2 separate regions of the Sus scrofa genome follow, and region 2 is linked to region 1. The links are chromatin contacts, called in public Hi-C maps. All regions are on one chromosome and are shown on one strand. The core of a region is the stretch at or near the end of the contact, and the rest is flanking DNA. Distances in the headings are between cores, read along the strand shown. Region 1 has its middle 25 kb from the start of MEST. Region 2 has its middle 40 kb from the start of TMEM209.

Evidence for each region. Hi-C and Micro-C count contacts between places; a contact is called where the count stands out from the background.
Region 2: a contact with region 1 is called in a Hi-C map of embryonic fibroblasts, with 2.7 times the contacts expected there. The contact joins two enhancer-like sites. A contact is called at or near these places in 2 of 5 promoter capture datasets (fetal skeletal muscle and liver) and 1 of 47 Hi-C or Micro-C datasets (embryonic fibroblasts).

What each region holds. Positions count from the first base shown.
Region 1 is chr18:18,364,620-18,370,100 of Sscrofa11.1, reverse strand. No RefSeq gene overlaps it. Among named protein-coding and RNA genes, the nearest start is that of MEST, 25 kb to the right of the region's middle. Within about 2 kb of position 2,245, at least 8 of the 83 cell types and tissues checked have an H3K27ac peak or open chromatin away from gene starts, as enhancers often do. A contact at or near this core is called in embryonic fibroblasts and fetal skeletal muscle, where this site is marked.
Region 2 is chr18:18,652,635-18,658,115 of Sscrofa11.1, reverse strand. No RefSeq gene overlaps it. Among named protein-coding and RNA genes, the nearest start is that of TMEM209, 40 kb to the right of the region's middle. Within about 2 kb of position 3,350, at least 56 of the 83 cell types and tissues checked have an H3K27ac peak or open chromatin away from gene starts, as enhancers often do. A contact at or near this core is called in embryonic fibroblasts and fetal skeletal muscle, where this site is marked.

The sequences.
Region 1 (5,481 bases), core at 996-3,495:
ATCTAGGCCAACCCGGAAGCTTAAGGGAGCCCTGATCCCTGGCTCACTGGTCTCCGCAGCCATTAAAGCCAAGCTCCAGTGGGGTTGTTCTCAAACTTAGTGCACATCGCCTTCACTTCGAGGGGTTTTGAAACACAGATTGCCAAGCCCATCCCCAGGGTTGCTGCTGCGGGGGTACTGAGCCTTTGCCTTTTACCAAATTCCAGATGATGCTGGAGTTCTCTTGTTGCATAGCAGGTTAAGAATCTGGTGTTGTCACTGCAGTGGCTCGGGTTGTTGCTGTGGCATGGGTTCCATCCATGGCCCAGGAACTTCTGCATGCCATGATTGTGGCAAAACAACAAAAACAAAAAAACACCCAAAAAACACAAAACAGATAATGCTGATGCTGCTGGTCAGGGGACTACACTTTGAGAACCACTGCTTTAGTCCGGTCTCAGGAGTTGCTCAGGGCAGTACATTATCCCCCGGCCCCATTCCTCTTTCCTTTGTTATTGACTTCTCTTTTTCACATCTGTCCTTCTTACACATCTGGGCTTGCTTCTCTCAGTTGTCCCTTACTCAGAGCCCTTTGACAGATCTGGTCAGCTCTTTCTGCTCCAGGAAACCCCTTCTCTAGCTTCAGCTTCTCAGGGTTCCTATTTCAGGACCATAACCCTTAGTCACCTTGAGGGGGGTGTACAGATCCACTTTTACCAAGTCCTAATACCCAAATTTCCTGGGTATGGTTGCCCAAGCCTTTCCCTCTCAATCATTGCCTTGTGTTGCAGCTAGCGAATCAATCCCCTTGGATTTTGTGCTGAACAGCTCTGCACTTCCTTCTCTTAAATCTGCCATCTCAAGATGGCACCAAGAAGGACGATCCCCAGATTTATTTTATTATTATTTCTCCATCACTATCTCTCTGAAAGCACATTTCAAAAGTACACCCTGGGACAGAGGCGAGATAGGACAGTGTATTCCAGTTTCTGTGATTAACAAATTTCACCTTTTTTTCCCCCTCTGTTAAATCTCTTTGAGTGTTGATCACCCATCCTAATCTAGAAACAACTAAATAGCGTTCTTCTTCCTATCTTCATTTTTCAAAGCAGTTAAATCTGTATTTATCCTTTTAGGTACATTTGTTTCATGCAGTGTAGTCTGGTTTCTAAGATGTCAACCATCCTAAGCAGTGTTTTTTTTTCTCCCTTAAGCCTCTGTGATTTTCCTGTTTGCCATTTCTAAGCTAAGACTGTCTCCAGGGCAACGGTCCTCTGCTCACCAGCGAGGCCTCAGCTCCTGCCCCCCTCAGCGAAGGCCCCTCTACTTTCTATGTGCAAATTGGATTTCCAGAACCTAATGCTCCAGGTGCAGGCTGACTGTTTTTTTCTTTTGTTTGGCCTTGGGTTTATAATTATTTAATTTTTTTATCCACCTCAGTCCAAGAATCTATATTTCCAATTTAATTCTTCCATTCTGCTCCACCTCCCCTTATTCCTTGCCCTCTAAAAATCACCCTGATGGCCAAGATTTATTAATTAAGATTTCCAGAGGTTCCCTGCCCAGGAGAGACAGAGGCGGCAGTGTCCTCGCTATCCTGTGGTCAGGCTGTAGATGTCCTGCTAATTGTTATGAGCTCGTCTTTCTCCCTGTCTTTTATTTTTTTCTAATTGAGGTACAATTGACATATAATGTGTAAGTTTAAGGTGTATGATGCATTTGTTTGATACACTTAAATATTGCAAAATGAGTATTCCAGTAGTGTAGCTCATCTTTCTGTCTTTTAATAAAATCCTCCTGGGGGTAATTTTCATGTCATCCCAGAATGCATGAAAGGAAGGACCATCCTGCCCTTTGCTGTAGTATTCTTAGTTCCTCAGAATGATGTGATCTGTGATAAAGTTTTTCTTCTGCCTTATGACAAAAGAAACAAAACAAAACAGACCAGCTGCCAGCTAATGGTCCTCTTCTGTGGAAGGGTCGTCATTTCCATCTTGTCCTTCCTACTTTTGTGGTGTTAAAATGTCCTTTTAAGGTCCTTTGTGGATCTCCCATATCTTATTAAACCTATGAACTTTAAACCTGCTGGGCTCCATCTCCCTTTTTCACCAAATCTGAGTCAAAAAGCTACTCACTAGAGCTTGTTGTTTGGAAATGAACTTCCCCTGAACTCAGAAATGAATCTGCCTCTCCTAGAACACTAGATTCCTACTTCTCACAGAGATGCTAATACAGACCCTAAGCCAGGGCAGGATCCCATACTTTCCGCATGAGATGTTACCCAGGAATGCAGCTGCTCTTAGGATTTACGTGAGCAGCCCCAAACCTCAGTCCCTCATGCATATACTAACATCGGTGCTGCCAACTCTTCCAGATGTTAGCCCTGTCCTCAAAATCCCAAATCTTTCAAATCTGAATCCTTGCCTGTGGATTCTGGCAAAGTGTCTGGACACTATAAAACACCCCAAGAACATCCCTCATGTCCAGCCCTTGTTCCTTAAAGAAATACTTCTCAAAAATGTCCACCAAAGCATTTTTAATGGCAGAGGAGAGTGAATTCACATGAAGGAGAGAGTGGGAGGCAGCATGAAGGGGTTATTGAAAGCAAGAAATTTTTATTTTATCTTAAAATCACATCTAATTCTTACTTCATGATGCATTCCTATTTGTATTACTATGGAAGTGTTGCAAATTATTTACCATCAGGCAAAATTGGCCTGACCCTTCTGAAGTGCAATATCCCTAAACTGGAGCTGGGATCCAGTGGTGCATGAATGCAACCCCATGATAGTTTGAGCCATCCCATATCCCAGAGTGGTCCCATAGTACAGTCATGTGGCCACCCTCAGCTTGACTTGGAAGTCCTGTTTTTTCATCCCTAGTCAACCTCATGTGTCATTTCCCTCAAGCGATTACACCAATCCCTTCCAGGCCCAATCTTACCTTTCCCTCTCTCTACGAATTACTGTGTTTTGGCAAAGAAAGTGTTCGCCTTGGATAGAATCCTCCTTAGCTTTTCTCCAATCTGTCAGATTATGCAGATACATGGGTGTCATATAGTCAACTTGGGCTGCTATGACATTTACCATAGAGTGGGTGGGTGACACAACTAACATCTATTTCTTATATTTCTGGAGACTGGGAAGTTCAAGATCAAGGTTCTGGCAGATTCAGGGTCCTGTAAGGGCCTGCGCCTTTGCTTATAGATGGCTACCTTCTCACAGTACCCTCACAAGGTAGAGAGGGAGCGTTCTAGCCTCTTTCTCTTCTCAGAAGGAAACTAATCCCACCACGGAGGCCTCACCCTCATGACCTCATCCAAGCCTAGCCACCTCTCAAAGGCTGTACCTTCTAATGTCATCACATTAGGGGTTAGGGTTTCAACATATGAATTTTGAGGAGACCCAAACATTCAGTTCATAACAGAGGGCTTTATGCTCTCTTAGAAAAACACCAGTGGATATTTGTCTTGGACTCTGTTTTTCTAAAAACTAAAACCAAATAACTTTTTTCTAGTTCCAAAAGCAGTACATTAAAATAATCACCTGCTGCTTTTGCCTGCTAAGCTGCTTTTATTCTGATATCAGACCCCCTTCTTCTTCTTTTTTTCCTTCTTCCTCTTTTTTTCCTTCTTCTTTTGGGCACCACTCTTCAGTGTGGGGCTGAGACCACCCTGCCCTTGCTCAGCTCCAGGCACGGTCCTGTGACCCAGGCCTGGCCATCAGGGTCCCAGTGCTCATAGGAGGACGTATGTCCCAAGCTGGTTCATTAAGAGTTGGCTTAGGACTTCGGTGTATCTTTTCCTCTGAGGTTGCTAAGCTAGTAGGCTGTTTAAGTCTGCAAGAAGTCAACACAGGGGAGGGAAGAACCAATAGATGAGGAAAGTCTCACTCTCAAAAACTTTGGTGGAGCACCCAGATCCAGCTATGTATGAATCCCTGCCTACCTCCCCGCCCCCCGCCAGACAGTACAGGCACCTGAGCTGATAAATCAATTCTACCTTTTTTTTTAAGTTAGTTTGAGTTGGGTTTCTGTCACTAGCAATCATAAAAATATTGACTAATATAGAAGTCCGTTTGGAAAAAGATAAAATGTTACAGAGACAGAAAACAATGTGAAATAGCAAGTGGAAGTCTTTCATAATCTCATCTCCATTGTTAAAAATTTAATGTACATTCTTCCAGACTTTTACAAAATGTGTACTAAATATTTTTAGATCATCTTAAAATTCAGCTTTATGGAGTGAAGTGTAATTTACATACAATAACACTGAATAAGTGTAAGTGCACAATTGACCCTCGAACGACATGGGTTTGAACAGTACTGGTCTACTTCTATAAGGATTTTTTTAACTAAACTTATACTATGGTACTACATGATCTGTGGTTGATAGAATCTGAGGATATGGAGGGCCTACTGTGAAGCTAAGCTCAGATTTTTGACTGGGTGGAGGGTTGGTGCCTCTACCCTCTGTGTTGTTCAAGAGTCAACTGTGTATTCTGTATGGCCATTTCACCATCTCCATCATCTTCAAAATTTCTCTGGGCCACCGATGCACATAATTCCCTCTCCCCATCCAGCCTCTGGCCTCTTGTGCCTTCTATCTATAAATACTATGGTTTTGCTCCTTTGGGAATTTTACATAAACGGAATCATAAAGTCTGTAGTCTTTTGTGTCTGGCTTCCTTCACTTAGAATGCTTTTAAGAAACATCCACATCGTTGCACGTATCAATAATTTGTTCCCTTTTATTACCGAGTATTATTCAATTGAGTGGGTATTGTATAATTTATCCATCTGTAAGTTGAAGGACATTTGGGTTCTTTCGAGATTTGACCATTAAAAATTAAATTGCTCTGAACATTCAACAAGTCTTTGTGTGAACATACATTTTCATCTGTCTTGGCTAACACCCAGTATCAGAGTAATGAAGTCCATATAGTAAGTATATTGTTACGTTTATAAGAAAACAGCCTGTTTTCCAAAGGGGTGGTATAATTTTGCATTCTCACCAGCAATGAATGACAGTTTCAGTTGTTCCACATCCTTGTTGACATTGGATTGTAAGTCTTTTTAATTTTAGTCACTTGACTGGATCTGAAATAGTATTTCACTGCGATTTTAGTTTGCATTTCCCTAATGATGAAAGATGTTAAGCATCTCTTCATGTGTTAATAAGTCATTCATATGTCTTTTTTGGTGAAGTGTCTGTTCGAATCTTTTGCTCACTTAAAAATGGAGTTGTTTGTCTAACTGAGTTGCAGGATTCTTACATATGTAGGATACAAGTGTTTTACAAGTTATATGTATTGTGAATTCTCTCAGCGTGTCACTTTCCTTTTTGTTGTTTTGTTTTGTTTTTTTGTCTTTCTAGGGCCACACTCATAGCACATGGAGGTTCCCAGGCTAGGGGTCCAATCAGAGCTGTAGACTCAGGCCTATGACAGAGTCATGGCAACACGATATCAGAGCTGCAGCTGCAACCTACACCACAGCTCACGG
Region 2 (5,481 bases), core at 2,101-4,600, 290 kb before region 1:
CTTTCCTGAAGATGCCATGTTGGAATCTGGGACCCAGAACAGGGTACAGAGAAGGGCTGGTTTGAGGTGCTGGCAGTGGGATGCAGGAAGCCGATGATATTTTAGATATAGGCTGTTTCGGGGCACAGCTTTTTTTTGATTTGGGTAAACTTGGATCCTACAGTGTTGCAATCACTCACTCTTCCCCAGGAGGGAAGTCAAGCCCAGATGGTGCGCTCCGTTTCCCATGCACTCTGGCAAGGTCACGGGAAGGGCCAGCTGGCAGCTTTCTTGTTATTGTAGAGTTATTTTATTCTTTAGCGTTCTCCTGATTAAAGTCCTTACATCTCAAGAGACCAGATGGAAGCCAAGTAATATAGCCTTTTGGTTTCTTTTTAATGAGATCAGGATTGGAAGAGAACCGGGACTGGACAGAGATGGAGAAGCCACTGCTGGGTGCCCTGGGGCTCTTCACCCAGAGAGCTTGGTGAGCCATGAATTACTTTCATCCTCTTCCCTGCAGGGAGTGTTGTCAATCCTTCTTTTCTAGAAAGCTCTCATAATGGTTTCTATAGAATTTGTGCTTCACAGGCTTCAATTAAAGTTCGACTCAGCTTGGGGAGTGGGAAGCTAAGAGGTCTGTCAAGACATTTGAACCTGAAAGCCTCTAATTCCTCTTGCTCCACCTGGGGGCTGCTTGGCATATAAGCATAGAGGGGGCCATTGAGGATGTGCTCCCTGGGGACTAATGGTGGGGTCCAGCTTCAGGTCCTGCTCCCCACAGAAGAGTCTCAAGCAGCCCACCAGCAGCAGGGCACTCCCAGTCCTGTGTCCACCCAACACAGTTCTCAACTGAATTGATGCCTGACACAGGACAGGCACCTGCTGTGCTGCCTCAGCTGCACCACATCTGCTCTGGGGCTGTCAGGAGTTGCCTCATTCCCTCGTTCATCTAATGAAGAGATGGGGGTGGGGGTGGGGATGGGGGTGGGGCAGGCCAGGTGTGGCTGCTGAGGAGGCTGCGCAGGGAAGAGGACTTTGCAGGGAAGGGTCTGCCAACTCCAGTAACTCCCAGTGGCCTCTAGAGTCTCTAGTTCTAAGCTGTCACCATTTTATATCACAAACGGTTTAGCACCAGCTGTGTAGAGAACCCCACATTAGACCCCGGAGAGGAAAAAGGAAACAAAAGAGACAGCAAAGTGTCTGTGCTCAGGAATATTCTAAAATGGTCAAGAAACAAATCTACCCACCAAAGGAATTGAGAACACAACCAACCCAGGGGCATGGCTTCATTTATGACACTGGGAGGTGTCAAAAAATGAAGTCTAAGAAGCTAGTAAGAGCTTCTTCATTTATGACACCAGGAGGCTTTCGAAAAATGAAGCCCAAGAAGCTAGTAAGAGGTAACATTAAAAGTTGAAGAACAGAAGTTCCCTTTATGGCTCAACGGAAATGAATCCAACTAGGAACCATGAGGTGACAGGTTCATCCCTGGCCTCACTCAGTGGGGTTAAGGATCCCGCGTTGCCTTGAGCTGTGGTGTAGGTCGCAGACAAGGCTCAGATCTTGAGTTGCTGTGGGTGTGGTGTAGCTCCTAGCAGACCCCTGGCCTGGAAGCCTCCATATGCCCCTGGTGCGGCCCTAAAAAGCAAAATGGAAAAGGTTCTGCCGTATCTGCTGTGAACCACGCTTTTTTTCCTCCTCCTTTTAGGCCAGCCCCCAGGCACACGGAGTTCCAGGCCAGGGATCAGATCCAAGCCGCAACTGCCATAACTCCAGATCCTTTAATCCACCCTGCTCCGCCAGGATGGAACCCGCGTCCTGGCTCTGCAGAGACGCCCCGCCGTGGGAACTCCCAAAGCACACTTCGAGAATCACTCTATAAGGAACACAAACCGAGGCCCTTCCCGGTAACAGTCTCTGGGAGGGAACGTTAACTGGGGGGGGTTAGGGTTCTACGGTGTAAGCCTCCTCCCCGGGGGGCACCGTCACCCCACGGCTGCCCCCACACCGCACACAACGCACAGTCACGTAATCCGCACCCAACACAGCCCACCCAACACCCGAGCCATCCACCTCACAAAAAACACACCCCACCCTCCACCCTGCACTCGCTCGCCCAGCCCACAAAGATACGAGGGGCCATTCACCCCTGTCTCAGGCCTATAATCTGTGACGCACGGCAGGGTGAGCTGGCCGCCCGCGCGGTGACGCAGGTGACAGGCTCGCTCTGCTGGCTTTGGCCTTTAGAGACAACGTGCGTCACCGCCTCACGACGAGCCGAGCCGGGGCTGCGCGGGCAGGTGAGGCCCGGCGGCTGCTGTTCCCTCCCCAGCTCGGCCGCTGAAGAGCCTCTTACCTCAGCGCGGCTGTGCTGATCTCATTCGCAGACGCAGAACATGGAGACGGGGGCGGAAAGCGCTGGGAAGGTGGACGCAGCGAGGCCCTGGGTCTCGGAAGTGCCCATAGCTCCGCGGAGGGACGCGGGGGGGCGAGAGGACCCTGAAGGCCCTGTGCAGGGTCAGGCGGGGGACAGAGGCCCGGCACGGGCCTGCCCCTGGCCGGTCCCAGGGCTGAAGAGGGCGCCTGCCCCCGCCCTCCATCCCCCTCCTCAGCTGGGGCAGAGAAATTTCTGGCAGGAGAAAGACAAGCAGGGGGGACCACCACGGAGTATGAAAAGCTCCCTCGTCCTCGGGAGTCGCGGGCACAGCTGTGGAAACGCTAACATCTGGCGTGTGGCCCCCGAGTAACCTCCTGGATCCCGGGAGGAGCTGGTGCTTGATTAACGCCTGGCCGGGAGGGCAGGTTAGAGGCCATGGCTGCCCTTCCTCGCTCCCCCTGCCCGGACCAGGCAGAGCGACAGCCCGCCTAGGGGTAGAATTTGGGCACAGAGGCTCCCCGGGCCGAGCTGGGCCTCCTGCAGCTGCAGAGGAGCGCGGCTGAGTTTCTGACCCCAGCCTGGGGCCTCCCCGCTCCGCCTCCCCTTCCCCCTCCCCCTCCGCTCCGAGGAGCTCCGGGACCACCGGGGCCTGGGGGCAGCAGGGAGGGGCTGTCGGCTCTGAATGGGATCTTCTAGAAATGGGGCCACAGAATGTTAGTCTTCCAGGTCTGTGGGGACCCAGGAGCCTGCGGGATGAGGGGCCCGACGGCTTGGGAAGCCACTGGCAGGTCTCCAGCTTATGGTAGGGGAGGCAAAACAGATGGGTTTCTTTTGCCCACACTCGCCAGGGCACCAGAAAACTCGTGGTCACCAGCCTAGGAGTCGTGGGCAGGCAGGACAGCCCGTGGTGCTGTGGCCGTGACCACCAGAGCCTCAGGGCGCGTCACGCAGGGGTGTCCTTTCCTTCCCGGAAGGGCACAGGCTTGGTCTTCCGCGAGGGCGGGGCTGCGGGGGCTGGAAGTAAGTCTGCTTCCCTCAGGCTCTTCAGAAGCCCCAGGTCCTCAGTGTGCGGTGCGGGAGAGGAAGAGGGACGGGAAAGGCGAGGGACTGAGGGCTGGAGGGTATCGGGCCTGCTCCGAAGGTAGCTGAGGCCAGCGGGGCCAGGGGCAGAGACACCAGCGGATTCTGGACTCCAGCCAGGAGCAGGTGGCCATCAGACCCCAGGCTTCCCGTCCCACCCCTTGAGGCCCCTGCAGGAAGCCTGGCACCTTTCCCGGCGCCAGCTGTGTAGCCTGGCACCAAGTCTGCACCCAGGAGAGCCCGCAGCCGGCGCTCTGCCCAAGGGACTGGATGCCTGACTCACTCCGTGCTTGCTAATCACTCCCCTCTCCGCCGTCTGGCATGGTGTCTCACACGGGCTTCTTTCCCCTGGAGAAAAGCGTGCCCATCTGACACCTCTGCCTGCCTGCTAACCATGACACATTCATCTGTCCTTGCCACTGCCTCTGCTCCGTGCAGCCCCCACGCCGCCCTCTCCTGCCTGCTGCCTCCTGCTCCAACCTCTGCCAGGATGACTGTGGGTGTGTCCATCCCCCACCCGGGCCAGCGTCTGCACCTGGCAGGCAGGCTGTGTCCAGCAGCCCACCTGTAACCTCTCTGCTTACCTCTACCGCAAATGGCACACACCCACTGCCTGGAGGAGTCTGAGAAGGGAGCATCAAAGCTCAGGGGCCAAGCCCTTCTTTCTCAGGCCACCACTCAGCTTTTCCATGACCAGTGGCACTTTTCCTAAAGGGAGCCAAGAACAGGGTGACTTCTGGTTTTGTCTCTGCTTTGCCCAGAGACCAGAGGAAGAGTCCAGCCCGAGTAGGCAGTGGGAGGTCCTGAGACTGTCCAGGATACTGGTGACCTGGCACCACAGAGCCAGCCTGATGGGGAAAATGACCCTGTCCTGTAGTGCTGCTAGGGCTCCCTGGGGACACAGTCCCCAGGCCAGACCTCTAGAGTGGGTTCTGGTACACAGCACCAAGCTGGACTCTGGGTACTCACAGACCCTTTCTGGGCTTCTGTGTCTTCTGTAAAATGAGACAATCCATCTGTTTGATCCCCAAGACACATCCACATTTTCTGAGCCTGACAAGGAAAAAAATCTCACCTAAAAGCTGAAGTAGGTTGAAAAGTCAACATTACTTGCCTGTGGGTTTCACAATATGTAACAGCTTCCTTCTTTTTTATTTTCAGGCTAAATATGGAATCGGCCTCATAGGCCTGTGACCTGGACAATCATACAGAACCCCATGCCTAGAAGGGGCCTGGGCTGGGTTTAATGATCTGCTGTGGCTGTCTTAAAAATCTTGATAGGAGTTCCTGCTGTGGAGCAGTGGATTAAAGTGCCCGGCTTTGCCGAAGCTGTAGCTTGGATTCAATCCCTGGCCTGAGAACTTCCATGTGTTCTGGGTGTGGGGCTATTAAACAAACAAACAAACAAACAAAAACAAAAAACCAACCAACAAACAAAAGTCTTGATAATTTTTTTTTGACCTTGCCTGTGGCATGTGGAAGTTCCTGGGCCAGGGATCAAAGCCCTGCCACAGCAGTGACCGGAGAGGTCTTGATAATTTTTGAACTAGGGACCCACATTTTCATTTTGTACTGCATCCTGCAAATATGAAGCTGGTGCTGGCTAAAAATACCCAGAATGTTGGTCAAGAAGCAGCAGCATGGTTGTGTCTGGCCTTTGCTCTATAGAATTTTGGCATCTAGAATACAGAAATGTTGAACACACCCTCATTTTTGAGTGCCTGGGGAAGGGGAAGAGGGTGAGCCGATTAAGGAAGTACTTGGTGAGAGTTAAATCGTTCAAGGCGACTTGGAGTCCCATATCCACAGTACTGTCCTTGGAGTCAGGCACAAGCCAGGGCTCTGCAATTGGTTCAGACATCTACTGCAGGGGAAGATGACTCCTGTCACCTAATCTCCATCCTCTGCTTCTCCCTGTAGTGCTAGGATTATTAGCTGGTCATGGCCCCCAAGACAACTTTCCCCAGATTCCTTTGCAGTTAGTTGTGTCTGTGTCATCATGTGATGAAGAGCTGGCCAATGGGCTATACCTGCAAGTGTTT